Linked DNA regions of Mus musculus: regions 1 and 2 are each linked to region 3. Evidence: chromatin contacts called from public ChIA-PET and HiChIP or PLAC-seq data. All regions are on one chromosome and are shown on one strand. Each heading gives the region's core, a stretch centred on a gene start, on an enhancer-like site or on the middle of the called end of the contact. The rest is flanking DNA. Distances are from core to core; before and after follow the strand shown. Region 1 has its middle 18 kb from the start of Izumo1r. Region 2 holds the start of Izumo1r (IZUMO1 receptor, JUNO). Region 3 overlaps Panx1 (pannexin 1).

Region 1 (3,809 bases), core at 251-2,750, 97 kb before region 3:
AGCCTAAGGCTTGTTTCAGAGCAATAATAGATCCTGGGTGTGACCTACTCTGACACTTTTCATAATGCCCTTTCTTCAAATTCCTTAAGAATCTGGAGTCTGTGATTACATTCATCACATTGGGTTCATGGGAAGGTCCTTGAAGTCTATGGAAGGATTTTATAAACCATTTAGTGTTTTAGTGTATGAAAGCTACTCCAAAAAGCACCCGGCATGTAATAAATCATATATGTGGCGGTGGAATAAGATTGGCCCCCATAAACTCATATATTTAAATGCTTAGTTACCAGGGAGTGGCATTCCTTGAGAAGGACTCCTTGTTGGAGTAGATGTAGTCTTGTTGGAGGAAGTGTGTCACTGGAAGTGGGCTTTGTGGTTTTCAAGGGCCCAAGCCATGCCCAGGGTCTCTCTTCCTGCTACTTCTGGGTTCAGATGTGGAACTCTCAGCTACTTCTCCAGCTGCTTGTGTCCTACCATGATAATAATAGACTAAACTTTAAGCATGCCTTAATTAAATGGTCCCTTTTAAAAGAGATGCTGTGGTCATAGTGTTTCTTCAGAGCAGCAGAACAGTGACTAAGATAAGATATAACTCTTACTGTAATCTTTTTGTTGCTACTTTGTAAATAAGTCATATACTTTGTTTATTCTTCAGAACTAAACTTTTCCTTACCTGCTTCTCTGTAAATCTATGTAGCTTTCTATTCTTTGATTCTTTAATTGCTTGTATGACACATCAATCCATTTAAAATTCTGCCACCATAAAAGTCAGCTCGCAGGAAATGGGGCACCTTGCCTACAGAGTTTCTCTTGCATGTGGGGAGCTCTTGTTAAGATACAGATTCGACAGCTCTGCTCCTCAGACTCTGATCCAATTGTTACCTTGTCACAGGACAACATAGTCTGCCTCCCTTAGTCACCTCCTCCCAAAGGATACTTTCTTAAGTGTTTGAAAAAATAGTCCGGTATTTTAATAGTGCTCCTAAAACGCAGTCAGCCAAGCCTGACTCCCCACTGATGCTGCTTAGAGATAGAGCTTGTCATGGAGGCAGCATCCTCAGGAACAGAACCTGTGCCCTTCTGAGAAGAAACATGAGTGTTGATTCTGCCAGATGCAGTGAGAAGATGGCCATTGGTAAACTCTTGGTAAAGCCCTCACCCAAATCTGACTATGCCACATCTTCATCAGATCCTTCTTTCTGCTCCAAACTATAAGAAATGGTTGTCTGTAGCTGCAGACAACCAGGCTCTGACATTACTATAGCATCACAAACTGATGGCACTGTTTGACATTACCCAGTACTGCATGGTACTTGACTTGCTGACAATGGGTGGCACTGCCTGACTGACACTGCCTGACACTGACTATCAACACTGACTTACTGACACGGATCGTCTGACTGACACTGACTGACTGTAATTGACTAAGACTGCTTGCCTGCCTGCCTGCCTAACTGAGTGACTGACAGTAAGTGACTAACACTGACTGCCTACCGATACTAACTGATACTGACTGACACTGACTACTAAGACTGACAGTGACTAACACTGCCTGACTGACACTGACTAACACCGACTGCCTACTGATACCAGCTGATGCTGACTGACAGTAACTGTCACTGCCTGTCATTGACTGCCTGGCTGACATTATCTTTTGTAAAACTGCGTTTGTGTCTGCCAAGTATCAAAAGAAAATATGCAGGAGGGAGAATGCAATGAGAAAAATGACCTCCTCTGGTATGGGACAGGGAAAGTGAGTCTGACAACTTGGCTCCTCAGTGTCACCTCTCAACACCTAGCAGCACCTCAGATCTCCCAGCCCTTTCACAGGACATCCAGTACTTCCAGTGGTTTTGTTGTCGTTTTGTTTTGTTTTTTGTTGTTGTTGTTGTTGTTGGTTTTTTCCCTACAATGTATTCCAAGCTGGATTTCTGCCATTTGTATTCAAAGGCTTGCTAATAGGTAAACTTTCTTTGACTTTCTTTCTCTCCCTGGTAGTACAATTGTCTGTGGAATCCGGAGTGCAGGCCATCATTGGTGAGAGGACTGAAAACTCCAGTTAAGTTTCTGTCTAAGTGGCCCAGCATGAAATCATTTGCACCCAGAGGGGCAGGAGACTGTTGGCTGAAACTGTTGCTCTGTAGAGCTAGGGAGTCAAGGGAGAGAAAATAAAGAGGAGAAAGTGACAGGGCTTGTCTGAACTCAAACTAGGATTCTAGCTGGAGAAAGATTTCCCTCAATGTTTACTGAGCTCATTACCATATATGTGCTCTGGACAGAGGCTCCCACAGTCATTCTTCCTCTGCAGCACTGCTTGAGCTCAACTGCCTACTTTAGTTTTGGAGTCACACTCAAGGAACCAAAACTCTGCAGGGTGCTGCCTTAGTTGCCAAATAAAATGGCTGAAGGCTTTGTTCAAGGCTTCAATGAAGCAAATGCTTAAGGAAATAGTTGCTGGCCTCTCTCCTTCTTCCCCTCCAGCCTCCTTCTGGGCTCTCTCCTTCCCCTCCAGCCCCCTTCTGGCCTCTCTCCTTCTTCCCCTCCAGCCTCCTTCTGGGCTCTCTCCTTCCCCTCCAGCCCCCTTCTGGGCTCTCTCCTTCTTCCCCTCCAGCCCCCTTCTGGGCTCTCTCCTTCTTCCCCTCCAGCCCCCTTCTGGGCTCTCTCCTTCCCCTCCAGCCTCCTTCTGGCCTCTCTCCTTCTTCCCCTCCAGCCTCCTTTTGGCCTCTCTCCTTCTTCCCCTCCAGCCCCCTTCTGGGCTCTCTCCTTCCCCTCCAGCCTCCTTCTGGCCTCTCTCCTCCTTCCCCTCCAGCCTCCTTCTGGGCTCTCTCCTTCTTCCCCTCCAGCCCCCTTCTGGGCTCTCTCCTTCTTCCCCTCCAGCCCCCTTCTGGGCTCTCTCCTTCTTCCCCTCCAGCCCCCTTCTGGGCTCTCTCCTTCCCCTCCAGCCCCCTTCTGGGCTCTCTCCTTCTTCCCCTCTAGCCCCCCTCTGGGCTCTCTCCTTCTTCCCCTCCAGCCCCCTTCTGGGCTCTCTCCTTCTTCCCCTCCAGCCCCCTTCTGGGCTCTCTCCTTCTTCCCCTCCAGCCCCCTTCTGGGCTCTCTCCTTCTTCCCCTCCAGCCCCCTTCTGGCCTCTCTCCTTCTTCCCCTCCAGCCCCCTTCCTTTTGTAAGAAGCTTCCTTAAATCTTCTCTCCATTCTGAAGACCCCAAGACTAAGAGATTCAATCCTAGTAGAATTTTTCTTTTCTATTTCTTTTTTTCTCCCCTGCTTATTATTTTTTTGAATTATTATTATTATTTTTTTTGCCAGTTGTGAGTTCAAGGCAGCAGACATGTCCATCTAGTTTCTCTCGTTGGTCTCAGCATCTGTGTCTCTAATCTGCATAGGAGTAACCAGTGGCAAGCAACCCACCCCCAAGTGTGGCCGATGAGAGGCAGCTGAGTCACTGTTGTGCTCTGTGGGCATCGCGGCCACTTTGCCTGGTCCTGGTCTCCATCTGAGCTCAGGTATTGAAAACTGGCTCCATGGCTTCCTGGGACACAATTCCTTTAGAAACTCCCCCTTCAGAGTTTTATAGACTGAACTTTTCAGCTGAGCCAGTGTGAGGAGTAACATAGAACCCCAGACCTTTCTTGTTATGACCCCTCCTAAGCTAGGTCTTTGTTGTATATAACTGATGTATGCTTTTCCTTTAGCCCACAGCTTCCGCTCAATAACAGACATGTTTGCTTGGTAACACAGAGAGCTCTTACAGGGTCGAGTGCAGCAGGACCCAGTGTGCTGTACCACTGTCAACAGAGACTTTAGCCTGATCA
Region 2 (3,737 bases), core at 226-2,725, 110 kb before region 3:
GGTGGTGGGGTACAGAGACCACCTGGTCTGTATTTCTTCTCAAATAATCCTAAGAAGCTGCCCTAGCCCCTGGGCCAGCGCTGCTCTGTACCTCCTGGTAGAGTTCGTCTTCTGGGCCAGGTTCTTGCTTGTGGCGCTTGGAATTCATGCAGACGCTGAGCAGTTTGTCCCCTGCCAAGGTGGGTAGGACTGCCCACAACCCCAAGAGGATCTGCCACCACTGTGCCATGACCTGCCACAGAGAGAAGCCCATGGTAAAGAGAACCTAGTCTTCTGAAAGACCAGGAAGGTAACACCCACCCCACTCCTGCCAACCACCAGGCACTGAAGAGGGAGGAGGGGCTCCAAGGCTTCCTTAGGTTGCTGAAATATTCTGGCTGCTCCTAGAACCTTCTGTGTAGAGCAGCATCACAGAATGTAGAGTAAGACTTGGATCTGGCACTCATTACAAACCATTGCAGGAATGTAGAAAGCAAACTGACCAACAGGGGAAAAGAGAAGAAAAAGAAAAACAAACAAACAAACAAACAGCAGCTCTGAAGAGGAGGCCAGGCAAGGAATGGATCTAAGCTGCTCACTTAGATACAGTTTGCTAGTTTGGTAATAATATGGATTCGAAGTTTAGAGCTTTAATCCCAGCCCACAGCCAGCCTCTTGGCCAAGTAACCAATTCCCAGTAAACAGATTCTCCTTATGGCAAAAGAACATGGTGGGGTGGGATGTCAAAGCCAGCTTTATCCATCACATGCCAACCCTAGTTCTATTCCCTAGGAAGGGTCCACACCAGCTCCTCAGAGTAGTTCATCCCCACCCTGACCCTTCAACCAATGAGCTTTCCTTAGCTCATTTCAACCAACCCCAGTCTATCTCAGAGACACCCTATGTGTCAGGCTGTAACAGACAGCCTAAGACCCCTGCTGGCCTCTCAGGGCTAGGGGCTGAGGAGACTTCCACCTTTAAGCCCTCATCCTAGCACAGGAACACGAAGGCTGGCTTGTACCTTGGTGTTTGCTGATACATTTCCAGTTCTCTTCTGGGTTGTACTGGCAATGGGGGGCGGTGGTGGAGAGGCTGGACAGAGAGATCGCCCCTCTGCTAGAACAAGGGCAAACCCGGCTTCAGGAGGGCTCCAGTCAGTCCTCACTGCCAGGACTTCATGGGTCTTACGTCACCTAGGCTTGCTGGGAGCCTGCCCTACACATCAGCAGTTTAGCCGGAGTAGTAGTCTACCTCAGGATGTCTGAGATGTGACTTAGAGACCCAGACTCTTCTGCAGAACCCATCCTGAACTCCAAACCCAAGACTGTTCTTCCACAGAGCCAGCTCCAAGTTTGCACAAAGAACAACTATTCTGAAAGACCGGGAAGGTAAGATGAAGAGAGGAAAGACACCAGCCCCCTCAGCATTGTCTTCAGATGTACCTTCAAGGCAGGGCCCTCCTGTTGCTCCTCCTGATGCCAAAGAGGTGAGCGGGCTGAGGGCGCTCCACCCACTGCCCTTTTATCAGCCTTCAGCTTCTATGAGCTACAGGTGTGGAGAGCCGCCAGTAGCTAGACCTGAGTAGCCTGCCTCCAAGAGAGAGAGAGAAACAAGACCTTGTGGTACCAGAGATCCCTGAAGTGGGTGGCAAGTTCAACTCTCAGCACTGCTTCTAACCTGTGAGAACTTGGAAATAACTTAGATTCTATCAGTCTGTTGCTCTGTAATGAGAGCTGTTGGCAGAATCTGTCCGGCGGGGTGGGGGGTGGGGGTGGGGTGAGAGGGATCATGAAAAGTTCACAGCCCAGGGATGTCTTAACAGTCCTTCATCTTTTGTTCTCAGAAGCTTCCTCGGGTCCCTTCCTCTGCTCAGACCCCTGGGGCCTCTGAGTAACAGAATCCTCCCACAGCATCCGGGTCTAGCTTAGCAGCACGCAGGTGCACAGACAGGCAGCTTGGCCAGCCAAGAATTTAAGCAACAATCAAAGCTGAAACAAAAGCCGCCCCTCAGGGCCACCAGGGGCAGCCTGCATTTGCACCCTGTGCCTGGTCTGATCGCTGCTCCAAAGGTCCCATTGGAGGTGATGCCCATAACTTTGCTTGTCTTTTATGTTCTGTCTCCAAAGGAAAAGTAGCCAAAAATCACTGAAATTTCATACAAAAAGTAGTAAATAAATAAAAACATTCCTTGTGATTTCCACCAAGGAAGACAAAGTACAGCACACGGTGTTCAGCTGCCAGTCAATGTACAAAGCACATTGATTTTGTGCAGGGAAAATAGCAGTTTCCATGCGTGGGTATGGAGTACTGAACATCCACGAGGACTAGTCACGGGGCTGGAGGCTAGGGCACTGGTACACAGTCTGGCTTACTGCCTGCAAGAATACCCCAAATGAGCACTCTCTTTTGTAGGGGATACTGAGGCTCGGACAGAGGTTGATGGAGCTAGAATCTGAGAAAGGCTTGTTTGACTCCATATTTAATGCTTATGAACCAGGTGAGGGGGATGCCCCCAGGACTGAGGGGTAGAAACTATCCAGATCTTTAAAAAAATTAAACGTCACAGTCAGACTTTGGGGGTGGGGGTGTGTTGGCTTTTCCGGAACAGAGCAGTAATGGTTATCAGCCCAACTTGCATGTCTGGTCTTCAACAGAGCTGAGACTCATTTCCTGAAGCCAGAGGCCAAATGGAAAGGCATTTCTGCTTCGAGGGTCTCTTTTGTATCGGTGTCCACAGGGACAGCAGAGGCAGGTACTCACGTCTGTCCTGTATAGACACCCAGGGAGCAACAAGTCTTGACAAGTAAGCGTTTTGGAACTGAACATTAAATTTAAAATGACTGTGGATGTGGCAAGAGCAAGAATCCAAAAATGAGTCACACGAGTCATTACTGGAATGGAAAAATGTCCTCCACAAGGAGGGAGAGAGATAAGGAGGACTCTCTTAGCCACCTCCAGGACAGAGCTATAGGAATTGTGTCAAAATTGCAGCCAGCATGGATGCAGGTGCAGTGGGGGAGGGGTGATTGCAGAGAGCTCCAGGCCAAGCATCTGTCCCTAGAGAAGTGCTGTGAGGCCCTTGAACAGAGCTCATTTTGCCTTATTTTGTCCCAGTCTTCCAGAGAAATCTGTTTTCCGATTGAAGGCTGCTAAATCAGGGCTGGCTGTGGATGGAGCCACTCAAGCAGCCGAAAACAGCAACAGATTAAAGACCAGGGGAAGAGGGGCAGGCAGTTAAAGGCATTCTGAAGGGGGAGGGAGGGGCAGTGAATGGGGTGACCTGAAGTGACAGGGATGCTGGATGGTGATGCCTGTCCTGTCTTCCCACCGTTTGGGTTATCAGGTCATCCAAAGCAATGCATTTGAAGACAAACAAAAAACAAAAAAGCTAGGACACCCCAGGGTATCTGAAGTCTGCAGCCAGTGCCAAGGCCTGACAGGAACTCTTCTTCTCAAGTATCCTCCTTACCCCCTGAATAATTAAACTCCCTTGCAAGTTTGTAGCTCTGGCAGAGGGCAGCGTGCCTCTCACTCTGGATGGTTCAATCTAATGTGAGGTGTTGTTGGCTTAAGCTCCTGTTCTTCCTGCAGCAGGGGTAGTGCTCAGAGACTCCAACCAGGCTCCCTGGTTCCCTCCAAGGCAATATCCATGCAACAGTCAAAACGGTAAAACTTCCCAGGGCGTTACTCTAACATCTGCCAACATCGGGAAAGTTGAGAGAACTTCACAGTGGATACTCATCTCCAATTTGATTTTA
Region 3 (3,615 bases), core at 939-3,438:
AACAACAGGAATTAAGCACGATTAGTCACTCAAAAAAGTGACTTAAAAAGACTGTTCTGAGGAAAGGGGTTTTGTAATCTGAAAATTCTCCCATTTCTTCTATTTAAAGCTATATAAGATCATCCTATTGCATTGTTATTTAACATGTAAATTGTACCACTATAACATATGTTTACTGTTTTTTTAAGTTTTAGATTAAACATATTTCTATATTTTATTTTTACAAGGCAAAAAACTGAAAAACATTCCGTGTGGGAATATAGCAGCTATGATTACTGATTTGTGCCCAACTCCAAAGCCACAGCTTTATGTCCAGTTGGCATGGGCTACTTCTCTAGTTAGGGAACAATCTTGGAAAAGTATATATTTTAGATTTACCTAATTTTTAATTATGTCTATGTGTGTGAGAGTGTGTGTATTAGGTATGTGTGGGGGTCGGATCCCCTGGAACAGGAGGTACAGGCAGGGGTGGATGCTAAAACTAAGAGCCTCAGAGACCAAGGTCCTCTGCAGACCAGAGCCTGCTCTTAAACAGTGAGCCATCTTGACTGTAAGCCCTGCTCATTTCCGGGACTCTCACAATCAAATCCCACACACTGCAAGGCCGTGGACAATGAGTCTTTTCTCTGACTGTTCTGTAGGCCAGTCCTACAGAACTCCCTCCGAAGGCCCTGGGGAGGCCACCTCCCCCACAAGTGTCCCCACATTCTCTCCCCTTGACGTGTGTCTATGTGCAATTTTTCTCCTCGTAAGAGGACACCATCAGCTCCAGGGTTGGTCCTCATAACTCACGACTGAATCTCTAACAAACTGTTCAACTCAAGTCATACTCTCAGTATACAGGGTTAAGATGGCAACATAATCTTGGGTGACAAAATTCAACCCCTGCCACCACACCCATGTCCTTCATCTTGGTCTCTGCCCCAGAATAGCCCTGGAAGCATCTGGCTCACCCTACTGTACTGACAAGCTTATATGTACAGGATAATCTGCCCTTTACTCCTGCCTCTCAGTGCCACTGCTCCCCAGAGTCTGTCCTCAGTAGCTTTGACTGTCAGCTTGACACAGCCTATAGTCACCTGGTGGGGAGCCTCGGATGAATTCACTTAGAGTGGCCTGGAGGTGTGTCTCAGGGGCAGGGGCTGTCACTATTACTAACTGATAGGAGGAAGTAGCCTATTGCAGGCAGCACCACTCCCTGGGCAGCTGGTGCTGAGCTGTGTAAGAAAGCTAGGTAAGTATGAGCCTGAGTGTGAACCAGAGTGTGAGCCAGAATGTGAGCCTGAGTGCGAGCCCGAGTGCGAGCCTCAGTGAGAGCCTAAGTGCGAGCCAGAGTGAGAGCCTGAGTGCGAGCATGAGTGCGAGCCAGAGTGCGAGTCTGAGTGAGAGCCTGAGTGTGAGCCTAAGTGCAAGCCTGAGTGCGAGCCTGAGTGTGGGCCTGAGTGTGAGCCTGAGTGAGAGCCTGAGTGTGAGCCTAAGTGCAAGCCTGAGTGCGAGCCTGAGTGTGAGCCAGAGTGTGGGCCTGAGTGTGAGCCTGAGTGTGAGCCAGAGTGTGGGCCTGAGTGCAAGCCAGAGTGTGAGCCAGAGTGTGGGCCTGAGTGCAAGCCAGAGTGTGAGCCAGAGTGTGAGCCTGAGTGTGAGCCAGCAAGCAATGTTCCTGGTCTCTGCCCTCATTTCCTTCAGTGGTGGATTACGACCTGCACATGAACCACATGAACCCTTTCCTCTCCATGTTGCTTTTCCTCAGTATCTTATCACAGGGACAGAAAGGAACTAAAGAGACACCATCCCTTCTACACCCTCGGTCTCACAGCTTCCACACATCACCCTGACAGGTGCCCCGAGTGGGCGCCACCAGACTAGACTGCTGTTCCTCAGACAGTGTGAGCCTGCACACCAGTGTGCCATTGTGGGGATTTCTACTCAGACCTGCAATTCCATGTCTAGTTTAGTTTCATTTCTGTTGCTGTGATAAAATACTTGGACAAATTTAATTTATAGGAGAAGTGGCTTATGTCAGCGCCCCAGACACCTGGCATGCTACCCCAGTGGTTGGTCAGCTGCTACCACAACACATAAGCATAAACACAGTGCCTGTCTTCCTGGGGTAGCTTTAACAGTGACTGTGTGGCTTTCAAGATCTCTTGGTGTCACCTTGTGATTGGCTGTGTGGTATCAAGCCCTGTGTGCTGTCGGCACGTTCCCTTCTCAGAAGCGCCCACATCCTTCCGCTTCTGTCCTGACCAGAGCCTTCCCTGAGCCTGACTGGTGGTCTCCACGCCTCTCCTCTCTGACACACTAGGCTCTCCCTGCTCCCCTCCTGCCGACCAGAACCCACCTCTGTAACTGGCGAGGCTTCCCCTGCCTCTCCTCTCACCACTAACCACCACCACGACTTGGCTCTGAGGACAGACTCTTAGAACCAAGCATACTGCCAGGCCCACGCAGCGGCTCCCACTGGTCCAGCATTTGCCATATGCCTGTTTGGCAGTCACAGATCCTACTCTCCATAACCCTGCTTCCATTCCACTGTGCCGTGGCCACCCTGCTTCCCAACAGGACGAAGCATCTCCGGGAAGTGCCTCACCCCACACTCCCAAGGCCAGTGGTTCTCAACCTTCCTGATGCTGCGACCAGTTTTACAGTTCCTCATGCCATGGTGACCTCCAACCATAAAATTATTTTGTTCCTACTGCATAACTGTTATGTGGCTACTGTTATGAATCATAATGTAAATATCTGCTATGCGACTCCCCCACAGGTTGAGAAGTGCTGCCCTAGGCAGTCCTGCTGGGTTGTTAGCTCAGCATCTCCATGTGGTCTCCAGCCTCTCAGCCACCTCGTTCTCGTGACTCACGGGACACAGTCTTCCTGGTCACACCCTTCCCTCCTGTCCACCCAGCTGTGTGTAAGGAAGGCACATTTTCTGAGAAGAACAGAGCCAGGTTTTTTGTTTCTGTTTTACCAATCACTACTTCTATACACTCACTCTTCACCCACAACCACCTGGCTGTCGCTTCACTAAAGCCCTGCAGCGGGAGCACTGAGGAATAACAGATCCAGTGAGTTGGGCTCCACTCGGAGAACAGCTGAGGGACAGGAGAACTCACGGCTCTGTCCCTGGGTTTCTGGGAAAACCATGCTTTATCTTTTCTGTCTCTCTTTCTAATTCAGTTCACCACCAGGGAGAATCTGAGAATCTGAGACGCATTCTGTGGCCCACTGCTGCCAAGCAGAGCATGAGGGCCCTCGATCAACATCAGCTAAAAGGAACTCCATGTCGCTGTCTGCAGCTAGGAAACCTGATTCCTCCAGCTCCCTGAGACAACCTCCATGTATCTCAGTTCCTCGAGCCCACTGGTAGTAGTGATGGGTCTGATCAAGACCTCCTACGGACATGTTTCTGTTGTGAGTTTTCTCTGGATTTTCCTCATTTGTGGTATGTCATATGTGTATAAATGCCAAACACCCTGCATAAAGAGCCAAAGAAAGCACACGGGTGATGCTCTAGACGATGTCCCTTTCCTCCAAGGGGGGGACTCAGCTTCACTCTGGCAAACATGTAACTTAGAGACATCGTCAATGTCCAAGTAGTCTCATTGTCCAGGCTCTGAA

The links. ChIA-PET counts read pairs in DNA pulled down with a chosen protein or histone mark. HiChIP or PLAC-seq counts read pairs in DNA pulled down with a chosen protein or histone mark.
Region 1: a contact with region 3 is called in a BATF HiChIP or PLAC-seq map of CD8 T cells, with 13 read pairs. The contact joins two enhancer-like sites. A contact is called at or near these places in 9 of 484 Hi-C or Micro-C datasets (CD4 T cells, CD4 single positive thymocytes, the HPC-7 cell line and 6 more), 8 of 115 datasets of contacts at active chromatin or transcription factors (CD8 T cells, Th17 cells, double positive thymocytes and 3 more) and 3 of 9 other capture datasets (adipose tissue, embryonic stem cells and liver).
Region 2: an RNA polymerase II ChIA-PET map of memory CD8 T cells shows a contact between it and region 3, with 1,584 read pairs. The contact joins the promoter of Izumo1r here to the enhancer-like site in region 3. A contact is called at or near these places in 17 of 39 promoter capture datasets (the 3T3-L1 cell line, 3T3-L1-derived adipocytes, the C10 cell line and 10 more), 3 of 15 datasets of contacts at CTCF or cohesin (embryonic stem cells and large pre-B cells), 27 of 484 Hi-C or Micro-C datasets (B cells, CD4 T cells, CD8 T cells and 10 more), 16 of 115 datasets of contacts at active chromatin or transcription factors (CD8 T cells, the HPC-7 cell line, the SCID.adh cell line and 7 more) and 4 of 9 other capture datasets (adipose tissue, embryonic stem cells, liver and 1 more).

The regions. Positions count from the first base shown.
Region 1 is chr9:14,920,006-14,923,814 of GRCm38.p6, forward strand. No RefSeq gene overlaps it. Among named protein-coding and RNA genes, the nearest start is that of Izumo1r, 18 kb to the left of the region's middle. Within about 2 kb of position 1,501, at least 28 of the 459 cell types and tissues checked have an H3K27ac peak or open chromatin away from gene starts, as enhancers often do. A contact at or near this core is called in CD4 single positive thymocytes, CD8 T cells, Th1 cells and 3 more, where this site is marked.
Region 2 is chr9:14,902,292-14,906,028 of GRCm38.p6, forward strand. It overlaps Izumo1r (IZUMO1 receptor, JUNO), which reads right to left and starts at 1,476. Exons shown (of 5, transcript NM_022888.3): 1 at 1,422-1,476; 2 at 92-232. The coding sequence starts at 229.
Region 3 is chr9:15,016,128-15,019,742 of GRCm38.p6, forward strand. All of the region lies in intron 2 of Panx1 (pannexin 1), which reads right to left. Among named protein-coding and RNA genes, the nearest start is that of Panx1, 28 kb to the right of the region's middle. Within about 2 kb of position 2,189, at least 138 of the 459 cell types and tissues checked have an H3K27ac peak or open chromatin away from gene starts, as enhancers often do. A contact at or near this core is called in B cells, CD4 single positive thymocytes, CD8 T cells and 14 more, where this site is marked.